Linked DNA regions of Mus musculus: region 2 is linked to region 1. A link is a contact called in public Hi-C data. All regions are on one chromosome and are shown on one strand. Each heading gives the region's core, a stretch centred on a gene start, on an enhancer-like site or on the middle of the called end of the contact. The rest is flanking DNA. Distances are from core to core; before and after follow the strand shown. Region 1 overlaps Fmnl1 (formin-like 1). Region 2 has its middle 16 kb from the start of Rprml.

The links. Hi-C and Micro-C count contacts between places; a contact is called where the count stands out from the background.
Region 2: a Hi-C map of cerebral cortex shows a contact between it and region 1, with 2.3 times the contacts expected there. The contact joins two enhancer-like sites. A contact is called at or near these places in 1 of 484 Hi-C or Micro-C datasets (cerebral cortex), 2 of 115 datasets of contacts at active chromatin or transcription factors (forebrain and neural progenitor cells) and 1 of 9 other capture datasets (embryonic stem cells).

Annotation. Positions count from the first base shown.
Region 1 is chr11:103,189,408-103,195,379 of GRCm38.p6, forward strand. Fmnl1 (formin-like 1) reads left to right here. Exons shown (of 26, transcript NM_001077698.1): 10 at 519-593; 11 at 889-999; 12 at 2,608-2,757; 13 at 3,272-3,373; 14 at 3,543-3,795; 15 at 4,041-4,328; 16 at 4,521-4,645; 17 at 5,219-5,421; 18 at 5,852-5,972. Among named protein-coding and RNA genes, the nearest start is that of Efcab15, 16 kb to the right of the region's middle. Within about 2 kb of position 2,929, at least 45 of the 459 cell types and tissues checked have an H3K27ac peak or open chromatin away from gene starts, as enhancers often do. A contact at or near this core is called in cerebral cortex and forebrain, where this site is marked.
Region 2 is chr11:103,662,704-103,668,675 of GRCm38.p6, forward strand. No RefSeq gene overlaps it. Among named protein-coding and RNA genes, the nearest start is that of Rprml, 16 kb to the left of the region's middle. Within about 2 kb of position 3,723, at least 53 of the 459 cell types and tissues checked have an H3K27ac peak or open chromatin away from gene starts, as enhancers often do. A contact at or near this core is called in cerebral cortex and forebrain, where this site is marked.

The DNA of each region.
Region 1 (5,972 bases), core at 1,679-4,178:
GTAGTATTAGAAAATGCTAAATGGCCGGGCAATGGTGGTGCACAGCATTAGTCCCAGCACTGGGGAGGCAGAGGCAGGAGGATCTCTGTGAGTTTTAGGTCAGTCTGATCTACAGAGTGTGTTTCAGGACCGCCAGGGCTACACGGAGAAACTCTTGTCTTGAAAAAGAAAAACAAACAAACAAAGCTAAATGTTATGGGGAAAGGGTTGCCACAGAGGAGGAAACTGGTTGTAGAGAAGGCCTCACTGAGAAGGTGAAACTTGCCCTGGCACTACGAAGAAGTGGGAGGATTGGGTGGGGTGGTTCTCTGTGCTGCCAACAGTGTGAATTCACCCAAATGCTAGTGCAGCCAGAGTAGGGTATGTGAGATTTAGAGTGGTGTTGGAGGTAGAAGAGTGACACGGCCAGATTTGGATTCAATTGGAGAGGAACCTGTAGGGGCACAAGGGCGGCAGCGGGAAGATGGCACAGGAAGTGTGTGACCTATTTTTCAGTGTCCGCCATTCTCCCTCTCCAGGTTTGCGGGGAGCAGCACCGATTTGAAAAGCTAATGGAGTATTTCCGGCACGAAGACAGCAACATTGACTTCATGGTGAGCTTGGAGCCCTGGGGGCTGAGGATCAGCTGGGCCCTACTGCATGCTGGGAGCAGAGTGGGACTCTGGGTTGCTTGGCTCAGCAAAATGACAGCCGACTGATTGTCAGTGGGAAAGGGTGGATGTCAGGGGAGAGGGGACTGGTCCAAGGGGATCTGGATGTTACAAGACTGAGTTAGTGGAATGCAAACTGGAGAAAGGGAGGGAGGGATGCTTGGAGACAAATGGGAAGGGCAGATATCAGCACCCTGACCTAGAAGTCCAGAGAGTTGCTTGTGCCCCTGCCCCCTAGGTGGCTTGCATGCAATTCATCAACATTGTGGTGCACTCTGTGGAGAATATGAACTTCCGTGTCTTCCTGCAATATGAGTTCACTCACCTGGGTCTGGACCTGTACTTGGAGGTGAGCCTTGTACCCCATCCCTGACTGAACAGCCTACTCACTGTGGGGTATTTAGTATGTAGTTAGCAGGTCTTGAGTTCGAGCATCGGCTCTGAAAGCTGGGCTTGGTGACACATACCGGCAGTCATGTCACTTGCGAGGCTAAGGCAGGAGGAGCTCATGTTCAAGTTTAGTCTGGGGTTCACTGTCCCCCCTCCCCGCCCAAATGATAAAAACCCCTCAAATAAACGGAATCCCACCTCTGTCACTTGGTAGCTGCGCAGCCTTGTATGCATCTGTTCATCCTTCTGAGTCTGTCTGCCTGTCAATCACAGAGGTGACAATGACTCCAGATGTGTAGAGGAGCCCCTGGTACATGACGGATACTATAACATCTGTCACCGAAGTCCTGGAACAGGCTCAGGTGGTTCTGGGTCTTGACACAGGAGCATCAGTCCCGTCGGATGCTCCGATCTCAGCCGGTGATGGGGAACTCAGAGATACTGGACAGAGGGGGGAGCTGGCTCAGGCTGGAGGTCTGGGCCTTGGGAAGAGGGAACAGAGGAACTCGTGAGAAGAGAAATCACAGCTTCTGGTCTGGTTCCTCTAGGAGACTTTCTAGAGGGGTGAGGCCTTTGGGGTTGGATTTCCCCAACCAAGCTAGGACTGGCTAACAGTTAGAGGGGGCAAGGCTGGTACAGCCGTGCAATAGAATGTGATACATTTGGATCAAGCATGTGCAGTCAGGCATTGGCTTCAACATGTCTGACCCTTGAGAGAGAAGCTAGATGCAAGAGGCCAAGTGTAGGGCTGGAAAGATTATGTAGCAATTAAGAGCACTTATTACTCCTGGAGAGGACCCAGGTCCCTGGACCCTCTGCTGTTCCCAGCACCCACATCTGGTGGCTTACAATCTCCTGTAACTCAAGTTCCAGGGGATCAGATGGCCTCTGAGGACACCTGAACTCATGTGGTGTTCATAAACTCATACAGGGACACACACATATGTATAATATAAAAGCTGACTATTATATGACCTTTAAAAATAAGAAATGTTGCCAGGTGGTGGTGGTAAACATCTTTAATCTCACTCAGCACCATGGAGGCAGAGGCAGGTGGATATCTGTGAGTTTGAGGCCAGCTTGGTCTACAGAGTAAGTTTCAGTACACTCAGAGGTGCATAGTGAGACCTTGACTGGAAACACGTGTGTGTGCCCATGTGCACACACACACACACACACACACACACACACACACACACACACACGAGGGAATGGGAGGGGAAGAGGAAGGGAGAGGGGAAAGGAGAAAAGAAAAGGAAAAAGAATACAGAAAGGAATGGCCAGAATGACTAAACCCATAGCAGGAGGAAGTAAGATTCATAGCAGCCAGGAGCTGGGGGGAGATAATGGGAAAGGAACCTAACTGGTCTAGGGTTTCCTTCTTGGGTACCGAGCTTCTGAGAAAGAAGTAACCTTAAAATAGTGAATTGTGTGGTTCATGAATTATACCAGTCAAGATAAAAATCAAACTAGAGTCCTAGTACCTTCCTCCGGGTAGTGGTGGTGGTTGGATAGACCTCCCCGCCACCACCTCAGACCTCACCCTACTCCTGCTGTCTGGGGACAGAGGCTCCGGCTCACTGAGAGTGACAAGCTGCAGGTGCAGATCCAGGCGTATCTGGACAACGTTTTTGATGTGGGGACATTGTTGGAGGAGACAGAGACGAAGAATGCAGTGTTGGAGCACATGGAGGAACTGCAGGAGCAGGTGGCAACGGTGAGAGCCTGCCTATCACACAGTAGGCCCACAGGAAGGCTGCTCTAGGGTGGGCTCCTCTTGTGTGTGTAGCAAGTACTGAATGGAAGGCAGAGTTCTGGGTGTGGCCTGGGAGCGGCAGTCTGCCTGAGTTCGCCCTCAATCTGAATCCAGCATCCTTTTGGTATCTTTCTCAATGAGTCTTTAGGGAGCGCCCACGCTGTGTGGGACTTGTGCGCAAGGCAGGCACCTTCTCCCTGAGAAGAGTCTAAATCTCGAATCGAGTGAATTGGGTCTTGTGGTGCCTCTCAGCACAACCCTCTCCTCTACCACCTCTCTTCGCACTAGTGCCTTGGTTTTCCCTCCTAATTTATATGGGTTCAGGTGCCAGGCTCGGCCCACCCTTGGCACGCTAGGCCAAGCGGATGTGGGAGCCTCCCCCAGCCCTCCAGGCAGGCCTGCCTGATGCCGCCCCCTCACCGGCGGTGCCAGTGCCTGGCCGCGGGTGGTAGCTCACCATGTGCTGGTACCACAGCTGACAGAGCGGCTTCGGGACACAGAGAACGACTCCATGGCCAAGATCGCTGAACTGGAGAAGCAGCTAAGCCAGGCTCGCAAGGAATTGGAGACCCTGAGGGTAAGCTTTGGTGTGGGCTGGGCCACGATGGGGGTGTGCGACAGGTCAGGCTTCCCAAGGAGTCTTCTCCGCTGGACATCCCGGTCCATCCCAGAAAAGGGTTGGGGCGGGGTTGCGGTCTACCAGAGAGCTTTCAAGTGGGCACTAATCCTTTTCCTGGGGCTCACAGGAGCGCTTCAGCGAGTCGACCCCCATGGGCACTTCCAGACGAATCCCTGAACCTGAGAAAGTGCCTGTCCCTACCGTGGTGCGACCCTCGGCTCTAGAACTGAAGGTGGAGGAGCTTGAGGAAAAGGGGTTAATCCGCATCCTGCGGGGGCCGGGGGACGTCGTTTCCATCGAGATCCTTCCAGGCGCTGCGGCGACACCAAGCGGTGACGACGCACAAGCTCCGAGGGTGTCCACTGATTCCCCTAGCACAGGTGTGCAGGAGCTTCATGCCGGGAAGCGGGATTGGTGGGGGTGGGGGTGGGGAGGGAAGAGAGACCCGGGCAGGGAAGGGTATCCTGGGGATAGACCTAGCTGTGAAAGATAAGGAGGTTAGATTGTAGGCGTGGCACAGGTACACGCAGGTGGGTCAGTAAAATGGGTTCTGGACGCATAGAAGAGGGAGGTGGCAAGGACCCACCCACCCAGGCAAGAAGTAACGGGCACCTCCCACCTTCAGCAGAGTCAATTCCCGAAGCAGCATCACCACCGCCTCCGCCACCTCCACCACCACCTCCACTACCTAACCTCCAGTCCCAGCAGGAAGCCCCTCCCTCCGCACCCCCGCTGGCCCCGCCCCTCCCAGGCTGCGCAGAGCCGCCACCTGCACCACCGTTGCCTGGAGACCTGCCTCCCCCACCTCCGCCACCCCCACTTGGTACTGATGGACCAGTGCCACCGCCACCGCCACCGCCTCCGGGAGGGCCCCCTGATATCCTTGGAGGACAAGGCCCAGATATCGGCCCAGGTAAGTAGAGTGGATAATCTCAGTCCTCTAGGGCTGGCGGGGAAGCAGAACAGGGCCCCTCCCGCTCAGTGTCGTCCTTCAGGACCCTCTCCACTGAAGAGTCTCTATTGCCTCCTGCCTGTCTTGTTAGGCCTGGTTGGGTTAGTCCCCTCCAGGGTCTCTGCACTGCTCGTCACTCTTTCTTGCTCCCAGGGGTGAAAGCCAAGAAACCCATCCAGACCAAGTTCCGGATGCCACTGCTTAACTGGGTGGCGCTGAAACCCAGCCAGATCACAGGCACTGTCTTCACGGAGCTCAATGACGAGAAGGTGCTCCAGGTGAGTGGGTACCAGGGTCACGCTGGCCACCGACTTCACTTCACTTGGTTTATAGATGAGGACGAGGAAACCCAGGGTATGTGTGGGCTTTAAGACACAGACGACCATTGGACAGACAAACCATCTAAGTTAGCTAGACTCCAAGCCTTGACAGGAGAAGGCAGTATCCTGACCCCTGCAGGCTTTCCTCTGCCCCGCAAGTGGGACCCTCTCCTTTCTGCCCATTTCCCACAAGACAGCCAAGGCCCCCTGGGCTTCTGCTTCCGGTTTCCCTTTGGAATGGGTTCCCTGTCCTGTGGGCCGCTGCTGGAACTATTTTCTCTGCCTGGAATAAGTCTCTGCTTACGGCTTTGCTGACTGTTCAGCGCTTCCGTCAGCTTTAATAGCCAGGAATCTGGGTCTTCTGTGTCATCATCCTCTCTGTCCCATCTTTCTGTGTCTCTCCTGTATCTCCTGTCAAGGCTAGCTCACTGGTTTTCTGCCCGGTGTTTGGGATGGCTAGATTAACATCCCAGGAGGGTAGGCAGACTCGGCTGCACTCAGCCTGCCTTTCTCTCCTTGCGCCGCCCTTAGGAGCTAGACATGAATGACTTTGAGGAACACTTTAAGACCAAATCCCAAGGTCCCTGCCTGGATATCAGCGCTCTGAAGGGGAAGGCCTCCCAGAAGGCCCCCACTAAGACAATACTCATTGAAGCCAACCGGGCCAAGAATTTGGCTATCACCCTGCGCAAGGGCAACCTAGGAGCAGACAGAATCTGCCAGGCCATCGAGACGTGAGTACCTGTGCTGGCTGGGGTGTGGCCCAGTCCCCTCACTAGGCTAGGCAAGAGCATAGTAAGAACCCCAGAAGTGGGACAGAACCCACCAAACCTGTCCCAGCAGGTCATGACCTGGTCAGGGAGCATTGTCTCAGTTTGAGACCAAGAAAACTGAGACTGTACTTTGAGTCTAAACCCCGATTGAGACCTCCTGACTCTCTTCCTGCTTCTGTCCAGCACGGGCACCCAAGCCAAAGGATTCATAGCTGTCTATCTGCCAGTGTTGTATGACAGGACTTAGGCTTCTGGTGTCCCGGACTCCTACCTCTTGTTCTCTGAGGCTGTGTACACAGACTAAATATTGATGGTTGTTTATTTTATTCAGTCCCGCTCTCTGGAACTTGTAGGTGTGGAATGACACTCGCTCTCCTGTTCCCTCATGCAGGTATGACCTACAGACTCTCAGCTTGGATTTCTTGGAGCTGTTGACCCGCTTCCTGCCCACGGACTACGAGCGTAGCCTCATAGCCCGATTCGAGAAGGAACAGCGGCCGATGGAAGAGCTG
Region 2 (5,972 bases), core at 2,473-4,972, 470 kb after region 1:
GTGGCTCTGGGATGACTTGAGTCCTGGCACCAGCTCAGCCTTCCTTCCATTTAAGGATAAAAGGAAGCCATTCTCTGAGCCCCCACCACACACACATCTCCCACCCCCGTAGTCTTCTTTGCTAGCTCCTGCTGTTGCGACTGTCGGGAGTTGAGTTTTGGGTAATTGTTGCTATGGAAATCTAATCTTGAATTATTGTACAAATGTGTCCCATCTTTCTCCTTATTTAGTATGGGATAAGGATGCCTGGAAAATGTGGAGGCTGAAAGCGCTCCATGATTCTCCCTCATTCTCCTGATGATTAACCTGGTCCAACACCTCTGGACTGCTGCTCCCTGACTTTTATCTCCTCTAAGTTTCTTGATTGGTTACTGACATAGGAAGAGTTCTAGGCAGCTGAAGTCCCTGTTCAGTTGGCTCCTAGAGGATCAGACACACACACAGACACACACAAACACACACACACACACACAAACACACACACACACACACACACACACACAAATACACACACACACACACACACCCAGCCTACTGGTCACAAAGCCTGTGTAAAAACTGAACCCCAATGTCTCCGGTTTCCGTGGGTTGCGCTGTCTGGATGAGCAGCTCGGCTGTCTCCCTTCATGTTCTTCTGCCCACATGCAGATGTCTGGATCATTAGCGCTATTTTTACCATGTCTCTCTCCTGTCCAAGGTCTGGCCCACCTTCCCATTGATTATTCTACTAAGTACAGTTTCCAACGTAGTCAAACAGTTCCCTCCTCGCCCCTACACCCTCTGGGGCTCGGTCCTTATCCCCTTTGCTTGTTGCTCTTGGTGGTTCACTTACGCCTGATGGGCACTCTGACCCTCCTCAGACTGCTGCCTTCGTGTGGGCTATCCTTCCTTCCTACAGGGCTTTCCTCGGCTCTGTGAAAACTCCTCGCCTTCTGGAAGACTCACTGTATCGCTGCTGTTGAAAAGATTTCAGTCTTTTGAAAAAGGACAGGGGCCAGAAACAAAGTGGACCTTTCTTCCAGTGGCGTAGGAACTGTATAGGGCATTTCCATCCAACAGAAGCCATAGGCCACAAACACACAAGGGCCTCTTCTCATATGTCTACAGGGGTCTGACAAGCTTCCCAGTGAAGGGATCCATGGTCACACAACGATCAAAAACAAGAGACAGAGGAAAGTCCTATAAGCAGAATCCTGGGGGCTGGAAAGATGGCTCAGTAGGCAAAGGTCCCAGCTACCAAGGCTGATGGCCTGAGTTCAGTCTCTGGGACCCACATGTCTGTCTGTCTGTCTGTCTGTCTGTCCCTCCCTCCCTCCCTCCCTTCCTCCCTTCCTCTTTCCCTCGCCCTCTCTCTCTCTGAAAATGTAAAAAAAAAAAAAAAAAAAAAAAAAGTAATTTTTAAAGGGAATCCTGGCCATATGTAGGGAGGGAATTTTTGCACATATTGCTGCCTGTGAGGGGACAGGGCCTGAGTTTGAATAATCTGTTATTATCATTGGATCATGAATTCTGACTTACAAATAATCCTTATGGGCTGTTGACCATCTTCCTCTGAAGGAGAAAATGGTCCTTTATGCTAATCGCTCACTCTTTCTCTTTTCCTCCCCGCTGCAGACTTGTAGTTCAGACTCCATATTTTCTTATCTTGCCATTGAGACAGAGACAGATTGAGGGTCTATTCTGATACGAGTAGAAGCAGCGTCTGAACCCCAGTCTAATAGGGCCACCCTACACACCGGGGGCCCCCTAGTCTGAAGTCAAAGACACCCAAAATGCTCCAATCTAGAGGGGTCTCCACTCACTGGTGGGGTGGGACTTGGGGAGAAGACACACACAGTGCTCAATTGGTTCATGGAGGCACAGCTGGCTTGAGCTTTGAAAAGGAGTAAGCCATCCCTGGGGGTGTAGCTCAGTGGAAGAGCACCTGCCTAGGGTGGGTAGGTCCTGGGCCAGGTACAGCGACCCAGGAGAAAAATCAGAGCAAAGTAATCACTAAGACAGGATGGCGGGGTCAGGAATGATGGTGCAGGTTCCCTGGAGGTATGAATGCTGAAGGAAGGGTTCGGTAAAGATAAGGCTGGCTCATGCACTGTTTCGGAGATGTCCGTGGCCTGAGACCTACTCAGATAACTAACAAGTCTGTCCTTTAGTTGGCCTAGTCTGCATGTAAACGTCTTTTCAAACTCTCACCTGACTTTTATTATGAATCTGGCCACTCAAAGAACGATTTACGGCCTTTCATCCCTGCACTTAGCATTTTATTGTACAGATTTGAGTCTTACTGCACAGGATTTGGGTCTTGTGGAGGTTTCCATTCAAGCCTCTTTCACTGAGAGAGAGAGAGAGAGAGAGAAACCCAGTGCAGGCCGGCTGAGGCAGGGACAGGAAATGCCATCTCTCCACACTGGGACAGCCCAAGCTTCTAGCATGGCTGGATGTACGGGTGTTAGTGATGTCGTGCACACTCTCTCTCCTCACTCTGGCTCCAGCGCTGGCCTTGGCGAGCTTCACCGTCAGGCAGCCTCTTACCTGACTGCAATGAAACCACTCAGGCTGAGGTGTCAGGGACCTGAGAGGCATCCGTTAAGATTGGGGTGGAGGCCACGCCAATTGAGTCTGTTCCTAATCGTCTTCCCCAGCAACTTCTGTCCATGTCTTACTGCCCAGAACTAAGGGGCATGACAATTCCTACCTGCAAGCATCTCTGTTTCTGTTAGGTAAGTACCACAGGGGGAATTGATAGTTGTCAGAGAGCTGGCTGTGTCCACAGAAATACCAGAGGAAATCCTGTTTGGCTCTACCCAGTCATGTGGTCATCTTTAAATCAATATTTATGACCAGTCAATTGCTTGGCCAGATTCTTATCATTGGAGGAGGAGGCAGCGATTCTAGCTGGCCAGTGGGATGGGATTTCCATAAGAAAGAAAAGGGGATCAGGATTTGTGTGCCGGGCAGGTAAACAACATATGCTCACTAGAAGAATTTTTCAGCAGAGAAAGAAAACATACTAAAAAAAAAATAACTTCAGAAAAATAAATAGCTCCAGGGATCTCCCACCCCCCCTCCCTGGCACAATATACCATAAGGCAAGTCATGTTACAGGGACTAAATATAGGCACTGTGAGAAGACAGAGGGGGAAATTATTGAGACAGGAAGACTTCTGGTGGGAGGGGATTTGGAGCTGGGTTGTGAAGGAGCTTCTGTGTAGAGAGGGAGGGCAGAGAAGCAGAAACAATGTGCAGAGGCCAGGAATAGGGGTTACCTGAGGCTCAAGAGAGGGGTGGCGCCCCTGAACAGCTCCAGGCTGGGGCTGTGTCTCATCTCTGAAGGTATCAGAGCATTTCTTTTCCCATTGGGTATGTAACTGGCTTTGCAGAAGTCCCCATTAGCAGCACTCTTACAGCTGGGGACACTGAGCAGGGGACGGGGAAGATCTTAATGCTGAGAGCCAAAAGACTGGAGGAACCTGGCTGCAACGTGGAGGGCAGAGAACCCCTGGGAGCGAGTTCCTAATCCAATTAAGAAGCAATCATGTGGACGTTTTTCTAAGACTGGCCAGTTACCAGGCACCTCCCAGGAGACTCTCTCTGGAGGCTTGACAGTTCACTGCTAAACCTGGGCTCTGGAGCTGTGGGCTGCTGGTACGGCAGGCAGCTGGGCGAGGAGCCCAGGCTCAGACAGCTGGGGTGGGAATCTTTTAAGGATGAACAGGATGGGTAAGGAGCTTGTTGTTGTCATGGAAACCAACCCTGGGTAGCTGAGACATGGCCCAGTGGAGAGAATACCACCCACTACTAAGCTTCCCTGTGGGCGGCCAGCAGGCACCTCCAGAACCCACTGTTCTGGCCAGCTTAGACACTGTGTCCATCCCATCTCTGCCTGCCTCCTAGGGACACCGCAGTCTGGCTATGTGAGGAAGAACTTAGACCAGTTCCTGAGGGGTCTGGAGAGATGCTTTGAAACCAGAAAAAAAAAAATCTTTTTGGCATAGCCCCTACTTCCCTTACCTAGCTGTGTTGAGCAGAAATATGGCACAGGGCCAGTGTGTAGGAACTGTGGCTAGGACCAGGGTCCCAGGCCAAGGCTAGGATGGGATGTTCAAGGCAGTAGAATAAAGTGGCAGAAGCCGTGAATGCCAAATATGTAACCTTCTCTCTGCCTCCAGCTGTCACCCCTAGCGGGCTGGGTGGCCCCTGACACGTTGTCTTTCCCTGAGAAGTTTCCTTTCAACTACACTGATCCTGTTCTTAGACTTAGAACCGGATGCTTTCGGTCTCATCAAGCCTCAGGACTCAGCCCTGGAAAGTATCCGGCCCCTGCACAGGGTACCCTCAAAGCGTCAGGGTCCGGGCTCTTCTCGGGTCAGGTGCTGGGGCAGCCCCTTTCTGGAGTCTTCCCAAAGCTCGGGGGCGATCTGTGCTCACACAGGGAGGGTTCCTCAAGCTCACAGCTACCCCTCGTTGCCTGTGGAGACAGGCCTAATAGGCAGCCTGTTGCAATTCTGCTTCCGTTTTCAATAGGTGTTATTTTAATTGGGCCTTTCCCTGGGACAGACATGAAGGAAAAAGCAATTTGCAGCGCAGGCTTTTGGCTCTGGGACTGAGCCCACGCTCAGCAGTTCCACTCCCCGTGCCCCCTCTCCTCCTTTAGTTCCCTCTCCTGGCCTTGTTGCTCCCTTGCCCTCAGCATTTCCCCAAGTAGTGGCATCCTGCCCACCCTAGATAGAGCAGCAGAGAGCGTGGGCTATGGTCCGTGAGGAAGGAGACAATCCAAAAGCCCTGCCAGGGGGTCACCAATAGGAAAGAGATGTGTGGGGGTAGGTGGGTGGGTGCCAACTCCCGTGGACTCTCAGAGATACTGAAAAGGCAACAACTGCAAAAGAGGACCTCAAGTTCCCATAGTAAGAGAGTGAGGGGCTTGAGAGACAGCCCAGTGGTTTAGGGCACTTTCTGCTCAAAGAAGAAGGGTTCCCAGAAACTGCACGGAGTGGCCCATAACCATATATAACTCCAGCACCAGGAGATCTGACAGCTTTTTCAGGCTTCCAAAGACATCTGCATCTCTCTCTCTCTCTCTTTCTCCCTCCTCCTCCCCTTCCCCTCTCTCTCACCCCCTCACACAATCTTTTTTCAGTTTTTAAAAAGAAGTTATCTAGGGGCTAGAGAGAGATGATGGCTCAGTGGTTAAGAGCACTGACTGTGTACTGGCTAGTTTTGTGTGTCAACTTGACACAGGCTGGAGTTATCACAAAGAAAGGAGCTTCAGTTGAGGAAATGCCTCTATGAGATCCAACTGCAAGGCTTTTTCTCAATTAGTGATCAAGTGGGGAGGTCCCCTTGTGGGTGGTACCATCTCTGGGCTTATAGTCTTGGTTCTATAAGAGAGCAGGCTGAGCAATCCAGGGGAAGCAAGCCAGTAAAGAACATCCCTCCATGGCCTCTGCATCAGCTCCTGCTTCATGACCTGTTTGAGTTCCAGTCCTGACTTCCTTTGGTGATGAACAGCAATGTGGAAGTGTAAGCTGAATAAACCCTTTCCTCCCCAAGTGCTTCTTTGTCATGATGTTTGTGCAGGAATAGAAACCCTGACTAAGACAAATTGGTACCAGCATAGTGGGGTATTCCTGTGACAACCTGACCTTGTCTTGGGGAGGACTGTGGAAGGACTTTGGAACTTTGGGCTTGAAGATCCATTCGTTGTTAAGAGCTCTGTCAGATGTTGTGTAGGAGCTTGGAAGATAATGTTGAGAACAGTGCAGAAGATGGAGAGGTCTGGCTTGTGAAATTTCAGAGGGAAGATTAAAGACTCTTTTCAGGGCCATTGCTATTTTAATTGGGAAGATTCTCTGGTTCTGGTTAGCTGGGGCTGAGGAATCAGTTGTGATTAACAAGATACCAGAACTACTAAAGTGAAACTTTTGCATTACTGGGACTATTGATGCTGGTTAGCTGGAGCTAAGAAATTAGCGGTG